Regions from separate parts of the Mus musculus genome. Here all the other regions are linked to region 1. A link is a contact called in public HiChIP or PLAC-seq data. All regions are on one chromosome and are shown on one strand. The core of a region is the stretch at or near the end of the contact, and the rest is flanking DNA. Distances in the headings are between cores, read along the strand shown.

Region 1 (2,937 bases), core at 258-2,757:
TTTATCCTAAAATAGCATTGACATCATGGTCTCCTAAAAGGTCAAGAGATGTCAGGAGTTCTTTGTCTATATTTGTAGAACTACGAGACAACTTTATTAAGCCAGAAATAGGACCCCCGAGCCAGGTGTGGTAGAGCATGCCTGTAACCTCAGGATTTGGCAGGTGTAGGCCAGAAAGATTGGACGTTCAGGCTCATCTTCCACTGTGTAGCAAGTTCAGGGCCAGCATGATTTCTCCTTTTCTTTCTTGCCTGCCCCTTAAGAGTTAAAAGAGTTCCCAGTCACAGCGAGTACCAACCCCAGCTAGTTAACTTCTGCCCAGTCACCTTCAGTTCTTCTAGAGCTGACCTGGTAAATTGTCACTGGGGGTTGAGGTGGGGTGGGGTGAGGTGGGGTGTCATTGGCTGTCCTCTGCACCAACCCCAATCGCCAGTGCCACACCTCACTGTCTTCCTCCTTAGTTTACCTGTGGTGGCAAAGCTGGATGAAGTGGCATGCTGGTACCCACTTCAAATAGTAAATTTTCAATCCAGAATGAGAATTCAGTGCCTGCTACTGCTAACTCCAATTTTCTTATGTTTTAAAATAACACCTAATCACCACTGATAAAGGAACAGGTGTTGGTAGAGTTTAAACATTTTTAAAAAAATGTTTGAAGGTAAGCTTTTGGCTTAAAAAAATATTACATTGTTTGCTGATCTATCTATCTATCTATCTATCTATCTATCTATCTATCTATCTATCTATCTATCTATCTATCTATGACAGACATGCACATGCCAAAGAGTGTGATTAGAGGTCAGAGAACGATTTTCTTCCACCATGTAGGTCTTGGGGATTGAACTCAGGTCATTAGGCTTGGTGATGAATGCCGTTATCCGATGAGACATCTCATCAGCCCGCCCTTGGCTTTGAAGCGCCAGACCTCCCGTGCGATTCATTTCCTACTCCTGATTTATTCCAAGTGCTTTGAGCACTTCCGGTTGAGTCCCTTGTGAACTTGGTCTCCCGTCTTCAATTGTATGTTGTAGGATCATACCCGGGTGGGTGCAGATACCTCTCAGGACATCCAGCTCTTCGGAATAGGGATTCAGCCCGAGCACTGTGAGATCGACATCGCAGCGGATGGAGACATCACTCTCACGCCCAAAGAAAATGCAAGGTAGGAGGCGCTGCGGAGGCTTCTGCCCCTCCCTCATTTTTAGGACCCTGGCCCTTTCCCCTTGCTTATTGCAGTTATGTCAAAGTAAGAATACACTAGATATCCTTGAGGATTTACCTTCTGTTTATGGAGGGTGTATTAATTACCGTTCTCGTTGCCTTAACCAAAACCAAACAAAATACAAAACCAAAAACCAAAGGAGGGATATATTTTGGCTCCTGATTTGAAAGAGTAAGATCCATATGGCTAGCAAGTCATGGTAGCAGGCACGGCTGGTGGGATGGTGAAGGATCCTTCAGAGGATGAAGCAGCTGGCACTGTCATGTCTGGAAGCCGACCTACCTAGACACTGGATAGCTTTATCGCCCAAGGGCCGCCCCTAGTGACTCACTTCCTCCAGTGAGGCTCCGCCTCCCAAATGCCACAACCTTTGAATACAGCGCCACCCAGTGGGAAGCAAGTATTCTAGCACGTGAGCCTGTGGAGGCTTTGCGTATTGAAATCATAGCAGTATCGTAACTTTGAGGCATAATAGCGCTCTTTTTAGGACTATTACGGCAAAGCCTTCGTAACCAGGGTTAAACTGAAGGGTGTATGTTTTCATGAATGAATTTCAAAAGTTCAGGCGTCAGAGCCCTGTGGAGCCCAGGGCTTTACTAATGAGAGATTGTAGGAGAATGTGACTTAAAGATCTTGTCTACCGCGTTTTGTCATTAGGTTTCCCTGAGCATCCTTTAGGGAAGTTACTTTTAACTACCTTTCCACATCTGTACTTTGTTTCTAAATTGCCAGCAACTTTTTTTTTTTTAATGAGCTGTTGAATATATGTATTTAAGGTTTAGGGGTGCTTTAATCTGTGTGTGTGTCTGTCTGTCTGTCTGTCAGTGTGTGTCCTATGTCTGTGTGTGTGTGTCTTTCAGTATGTGTGTCTGTCAGTGTGTGTCTATCTGTGCCAGTGTGTGTGTGTGTCAGTGTGTGTCTGTCTGTGTCTATTTATATGTGTGTGTGTGTGTGTGTGTGTGTGTGTGTCCTGTTCAGCACTGCATAGGCAGGGCCGGCTGGCCTGGGAGCACTCAGGGCCTCTGTGTCTACCTTCCTTGTCTCCCTGAGAACAATAAGACCACAGTTGTGTGCTACACCTCCAGCTTAACCTGGGTTCCAGGGCTCTGAATTCAGGCCCTCACACTAGCTTTGCCTAAAGAGCCATCTCCCCAGCTCTGGTTTTAAGTGTTATGAAATGCTTTCTCTCTTCATTAGAAACACACAGAGTTGGGGACCCCTCTTTGAGGGGACTGGGCAGGCCCTGGCTCTCTGCTGAGACTGTTTCTGTTACTCTTTCAAATGTCTCCCAGAATGCATCCGTTAGGAGACCGGTCCCTGTCACTTCTGTGAGTCTTGAGGCTACTGTCTTCTATCCACCTGGCACCTTCCTTTGTGTCCCTCCAGGTCCTGTGTCAATGGCACCCTTGTCTGCAGTACTACCCAGCTGTGGCACGGCGACAGGATCTTATGGGGAAACAACCACTTTTTTAGGTAACAACTTCACGCTCTCTAGCGTTCTTCATTTCCTTTTTTTTTTTTTCTGTTATGTATAAATCGAGCTGGTATCATCTAATGATGAAAACCTCCACAGAATTAACTTGCCTAAGAGGAAACGGCGGGACTGGTTGAAAGACTTTGAGAGAGAAACCAGTTCCGCGGAGCACGATCTAGACGCTGCGAGCGAGGCTTCCTCGGAGCCAGACTACAACTACGAGTTCGCACAGATGGAGGTC
Region 2 (2,937 bases), core at 227-2,726, 160 kb after region 1:
TCTGGGCCCCATTGTGAGGCTCCTCAATCCAACCCTAGGTTATTATTATTATTTTTTTAGAGTTTTGAGCTCTTTCTATTGAGCTTCTTAGTAGACCCTTATGTTAAAAGGAGCATTATAGGGCTGGCGAGATGGCTCAGCGGTTAAGAACACTGACTGTTCTTCTGAAGGTCCTGAGTTCAAATCCCAGCAACCACATGGTGGCTCACAACCATCTGTAATGAGATCTGATGCCCTCTTCTGGTGTGTCTGAAGTCAGCTACAGTGTACTTAGATATAATAAATAAATTTCTAGGCTGAAGTGGGTGGGACGGACCGGAACGAGAAACCTTTATTCCCACATGATGGCTCACAACCATCAGTACAGCTACAGTGCATTCATATACATAAAAATAAATAAATAAATAAATAAATAAATAAATAATTTTTTTTTTAAAAAAAGAGGAGCATTCTATTTTGGCTCCCTCCCTTGCCTGCCTGTTACGTTGTCTTCAAATGAAGCTCCCGAGATGGCAGCTGATGGGCACCTCTCTAAGAATGCTAACATGAATACACCACAAAGCCTTTTCTGGGCAGGCTTTTGGGAGGTACTCACATAATCGTCATCCTGAGGGACCAGGACATTCATCTCGGACGACTTCGCGCTCACGATCTCACAGTCTAGTGCATCTTCACTGAGGTACAGGTGGCATCCTTCTGTCTTATTAATGGAGATTGTTGGTACTCTCCCCATTACCTAAGGGGAAAAAATGGGACTGAAGCAAAGAACTAAAAATGGCCATGTTCCCAAGCAGGTACTTCTGGAGTTACTCCTGAGTTTAGCTTTGGACTTATGGGGTAGCATGCTCTCTGTGTCTGTCTGTCTTCCTTTCTCTCCCCCACTCCCCTCTCTGTGTGTATCTCTGTGTCTACGTGCAGGGCAAGTGTCATCTGAGGACACAGTGAAAGGACTATACAAGGGGGGTGGGGAATCCTAAGTAGGCAGGATTTCCCTTTCTTGAGATGAAATTAAGGGATTAATTTGGAGGCAGCAGCTAAAATGTTCAGAAAAGCCCTGCAACCCGTTAGTGAATCTGAAGCGCCTCTCTGATTTCACGATAAGAGAAACAGGATTCATTTGCTTAAAATTTAAGTTTTGACAGTTATCTCTGAGACTGGGGCTAGAACAAATATCCATACAGACACTGAACAATAAGATTAATTTCGAAGAGAAGCCAAGTAGATTGTTCCCAAACTTCAGAGCGAACAAGAAACTCTCCAATTCTTCTCATGGAAGCCATTTGCCGGGTAAGAGGCAGAAGGTGAAGTTCAGATGAGATGGGTGTCTGGGTGTTTCAGAACGTACTCATTTCAGGAGCTCAGACTCAGGATGCTGACCCAGATAATCGGAACCCTTGAGCAAGAGGAGGCAGCGCTTTGTACTGCTTACAAGTATCTAAGTCCCGTAAAAACTCAGATCAGTTTTAAGTTTCTCTTCTAACAATCAGTTTTCAACCCTTCCCACAATGTCCACAGGGATCTAGCATTCTCCCAAAGACTTCATAACTACTCTAGAAGTTTCCTTCTTGTAATGGTAATTAAAGCAATAAAGACATCTCTCCTTTCAACCTGAAGAAAAGGCTTAGTTTGCAAACCAAAGGAACACTTTCTGTCTGGGGTGCAGGTGCCCAAAAGAATTCCTTGTGGGGCGTCTAGCCGGTCACTGGGCTTCTCCCCGCTTTGCTCCATAGAAACTGGAGACTGAGTTGGAATTGAAGCCCAGAGCAAGAGAAAGGTCCAGCTGAGTCGTTCAAGGTCAGGCAGGTACAGGCAGGGCTCTGCCTGAGTTAAATAGTATATATACAGAAGAGAGAGAGAGAGAGAGAGAGAGAGAGAGAGAATGTGTGTCTGTGTCTCTGTGTGTACATGCATGTATGTGCTTGTTTTAAAAATGTGCTTAGACATGTTTTCATGACTTCTAAATTTCTTTATGTTGTAATGATGAAAAGAGTTTACATGCCGGCCTGAAGCCCACAGATACCACCAGCCTAGCTAAGGAAAGCGAGATGCTGCCAGCGACTCCTAGAGGCTTGGTTTATGGATATTATTTCTCAGTAATAATTTGAAAAATTTCCACTGATGATGGTTGTCTGTCTTCCCCAATCTTTATGTATACACGAACCACCCATTTTTGAGAGTACAGTTGGATGCCATTTCACAAACGTACAGAGATGTGCAATCAGGACCACAAGCTGCTTCTAGAATAGTTCCACTATTCTAAAAATATCACTAATGGCCACTTACAGTCGGTCCCCATCTCAGCCCCAGGCAGGTAAGTGATTTCTGCTTCAGTTGTGCCCTGGCCCCTTTCAGACAATTTACTAGGCACTTTAACTAGGTAATGGCACTCTCTTGGTTTGAGCACTCAGAAATTCACTAAGTGTTCCATCAAACGTTTCTCTTGTCTCCGAATTGGTCCTTGTAGCTCCTTCCACAGGCAACCAGTAGTTCACCCTTCCTGAGGTAACTGTTCACAGTGCACAGTTCACATCCTTAAAAATGTAACAAGATACTTCAGGCATGGAAACATACAAAGAATAATAGATACATACACTTTCTACAACAACTTTATTAGTGTGGCATTCCAGCTAATTCCCTTTTGGTTTGTTTGAAAGTTCCCTTCCTTCCTTCCTTCCTTCCTTCCTTCCTTCCTTCCTTCCTTCCTTCCTTCCTTCCTCCCTCCCTCCCTCCCTCCCTCCCTCCCTCCCTCCCTCCCTTCCCTTCTAATAGGGTCTCAGGTAACCTAGGTTGGCCTTGAACTCACTTTGGGACCAAAGATGGCTTTGAACTGCTGATCCTTCTCCTGTCTCTACCGCCCCAGGGCTTTGGTCACAGGTGTACACGGTTACACCCAGCTTTACTGTGCTTGTTTGTTTTTGAGACTTGGTTTCACTTTGC
Region 3 (2,937 bases), core at 126-2,625, 130 kb before region 1:
CTTCGATTGGGTCCTCTTCCCTCTGCCTACCTCTCTCTCAGAGTCTCACTAGAGAGTACATGTTGGGAGCAAAAATAAAAGGGGGGCCCGGAGGGCCCTGGGAAAAAGTAGGGGAAAGGAAAAGGGGCCTAATGTCGGGGGCCAGAGTTCCTGTACTCTGGGCAAGCAGAGGCAAGCACTCAGCCCCTGGTGAGCATGGCTGACCCACTCGGCGGGGGGTGGGGAGGCGGGGGGTGGAGAAAGGGGCAGCCCCCAACCGGGGACCCTCCCCCACCCCCCGCCCCGGAAGCTACCTTGCTAAAGCCCCAGGGTTGCAGGAGAGAGGGAATAGGGGAAGAAGTTCCCAACACTGACCAGAGTGCGCTGCGGAACTTGATGGAGCAGAGACTCTCTATGGTTTAAGAGCTTTATTATACAAAGCGTGGAGAAAGATAGAAGGTAGGAGAGGGGGAGGGGGAGGGGGAGAAGACAAAGAGAAAAGGAAAGAGGAGAGAGAAGTGAGAGTTAAAGGAACAAAGGAGTAAGAGTAAGAGAGCGTGGTGGGGGCTGAGCACCCCTTTTTATGGTCTTCACTGTTGCTAGGTAACTGGGAAGGAGTTTAGCCTGAAGGTCAGAAGCTTGGGCCATTGCTTATGTGACTACTGACCATGCTTCTCTTGTGGGGGCTGTGGGAGGTGGTACCTTAGGCAGGGGCCGGAGTTCCAGGAGCATGAGGGAACGCCTACCATATCATGTAGGTGAATTATGACCATCGGGTTCAGAACTCAGCTCGACTGGAGACCAGCCTGCAATTCCCCACAAATACAGGCTGGTCATCCTGCCTCTGTCACCCCAGTATAATTAGAGGCAGCTACCACTATGCCTGGCTAGTAACTATAGTCTTCAGATCAGAATACATCCTGCCAGAAAGGACTGTTTTGTTTGGGGCTTTTTTTTTTTTTTTTTCTGACTTTGGTTTTCTTTTGGCGAGTTCCAAAGTATTCCCTGAGCCCACTTTCAAGAACTAAGCCCACCTGTCCCCTTGCACCGTGGTCTACTGTCAATGTGACAGGGTACCTTCGTCAAGTTATCCCTAAATGCCAATCTACCAGAACGGGCTACTTCATAATCAGGGTGTCCCATTCCTAGGAAAATCTCTCTGAGGAAAGACGGAAGAATTTCTGTTTCCGTAGCTCCAAAGGCTGTTCCTGGAGATCTGGGCCTCCTGATGAGGTCTCTGGGTTTATTCAGCTGCTTAGGGCCTTTGCACAGGGAGAAAAGGCAGCCCTGACCTGATCAGCTGCTGGCTCCACTCGGAAGGGGGCAGGGCAAGTATAGACAGAGGCCTCCATCCAGGGAGGTTCCCTAAACCTCTCACTACAGGTTCCTTGTTGAGGTAAACTTTTCTTCACATTATGTGAAGGTGTGTCTCTGTATTTCCATTGTTAATTCTGTACTGGCAGAGAGCTAAATGCTGACAGGATCTTTATTGTTATTTCTGGGGCCCATCACTGGCCTTATGTTGTGTAAATGTTATGACCTACTTCACTTGCCTAAAGGCCTAGAATTGTGTCAGAGGTTCTGATTGGTTGAAATAAAGATCTGACAGCCAATAGTTGGGCAGAAAGTGAAGGGCAGAGAGGGGGGGAGGGGGTGGAAGAAGGGGGAGGAGGAGAGGAAGAGGGAGAAATAGTAGATAGATCCTGGGGGAAGAGGCAGACAAAGATGATCCTGAGGGAGGATACAGAAGGAACAGGATTTACCTCAGTGGAGCAGAGAGGCACAGAGCTAGCCATGTGGAGGGACATGACCAAATGAGTCAAGGTAAGTTTAGGCTAGCTAGCTGGGAAGACTGCCCAAACGAAAGGCCTAAGCTTTAAATGATATAAAGGACTCCTCGCCTTCTCTATACCACTGGCAGGTCTGAGAAAGACCCTCTATGGTTCCCTTTTAGATACTGTCCATCTCCAGCTTAAATAGTGGGTTCTCAGGCGATTTCCAGTGTCTGACTAGGGGTGGGAGCTGACAACTCTCAGTGAATTATATTCGTTACCTTTTATATCCTCTCTGCTGCCAACACCAGATGCACCCGGACATGTTCCTGGCCGGTCTCTCTCTCCCCACTTTCTGTCCGTCTCTGTCTCACTGCCCCCTTCTCTGCCCTCATAGCTCTGCTCCTGTCTGTCTGCTCCCATCTGTCTGCCTGTCTACTTGGCTCACTCACTGCCTTTATTCCTTCCCTAGGTCCACACTCCTCTCCCTTCCTCCAATAAACTCCCTTTATACCAGATCTGTTGCATGGTACAATTACTTGGGCACACCTTGGCATGGGCCCATGAAGTGTCCCCTTGCTGAATTGTATGTCATAACACCACAGGCTGTTGGGGGTAGAGACCCCCACATTTAGGGTGGGTCTTCTTTCCTCAATTAAACCTCTCTGGAAGCTCCCTCATAGACAAGCCACAGACGGGGACAAGGACCTTTAGCGTTTGGACATGCAGATTCCTGACTAAATCAAAGCATTAGATCCAATCTACAGCATAGATCATGCAATTTACCTTATCCATTGAAAATTATAAAATCTACAGCCACTATGGAGACCAGTGTCTGAAATCTTCAGAGATCTGGGAACAGGTCTTGTTGTCTAACAGTTTCCTCTGAGATAGGATCATCCCACCCTGCAGAGGAGCTCCTTAAGCAGGAAGGTAAACAAATCAAAATAGCTTCAGGAAGTCCCTGAAACTGACTAGATTCACTAGGTCCCTTCCTGACAGAGTAAAGTCTAGAAACTGAGAGTCCCTCTCAAATGGGGGTGGGGGTGGGAATGGGAATACTGAACTACAAAGAAGACTCTGAGATCAAGTCAGGTGTTTAGCAGAAACCAGCCAAGACACCTGGAAGACATTTAAACCAACTGAGGCCCCTGAGAAGAACACTCTTCCAAACTGCTGAGCTGCC

What was found. HiChIP or PLAC-seq counts read pairs in DNA pulled down with a chosen protein or histone mark.
Region 2: an H3K27ac HiChIP or PLAC-seq map of embryonic stem cells shows a contact between it and region 1, with 2.1 times the contacts expected there. The contact joins two enhancer-like sites. A contact is called at or near these places in 6 of 484 Hi-C or Micro-C datasets (B cells, CD4 T cells, the G1E-ER4 cell line and 2 more), 1 of 115 datasets of contacts at active chromatin or transcription factors (embryonic stem cells) and 3 of 9 other capture datasets (adipose tissue, embryonic stem cells and liver).
Region 3: a contact with region 1 is called in an H3K27ac HiChIP or PLAC-seq map of embryonic stem cells, with 7 read pairs. The contact joins two enhancer-like sites. A contact is called at or near these places in 3 of 39 promoter capture datasets (the HPC-7 cell line and liver), 3 of 484 Hi-C or Micro-C datasets (muscle stem cells and stem cell-derived neural stem cells), 6 of 115 datasets of contacts at active chromatin or transcription factors (cardiomyocytes, embryonic midbrain, embryonic stem cells and 2 more) and 2 of 9 other capture datasets (adipose tissue and pancreatic islet).

What each region holds. Positions count from the first base shown.
Region 1 is chr13:46,808,916-46,811,852 of GRCm38.p6, reverse strand. It overlaps Kif13a (kinesin family member 13A), which reads left to right. Exons shown (of 38, transcript NM_010617.2): 14 at 1,032-1,162; 15 at 2,609-2,695; 16 at 2,796-2,937. Among named protein-coding and RNA genes, the nearest start is that of Gm24620, 43 kb to the right of the region's middle. Within about 2 kb of position 1,507, at least 30 of the 459 cell types and tissues checked have an H3K27ac peak or open chromatin away from gene starts, as enhancers often do. A contact at or near this core is called in embryonic stem cells, where this site is marked.
Region 2 is chr13:46,644,325-46,647,261 of GRCm38.p6, reverse strand. Cap2 (CAP, adenylate cyclase-associated protein, 2 (yeast)) reads right to left here. Exons shown (of 13, transcript NM_026056.4): 12 at 596-736. Among named protein-coding and RNA genes, the nearest start is that of Fam8a1, 24 kb to the left of the region's middle. Within about 2 kb of position 1,476, at least 9 of the 459 cell types and tissues checked have an H3K27ac peak or open chromatin away from gene starts, as enhancers often do. A contact at or near this core is called in embryonic stem cells, where this site is marked.
Region 3 is chr13:46,942,074-46,945,010 of GRCm38.p6, reverse strand. No RefSeq gene overlaps it. Among named protein-coding and RNA genes, the nearest start is that of Kif13a, 14 kb to the right of the region's middle. Within about 2 kb of position 1,375, at least 9 of the 459 cell types and tissues checked have an H3K27ac peak or open chromatin away from gene starts, as enhancers often do. A contact at or near this core is called in embryonic stem cells, where this site is marked.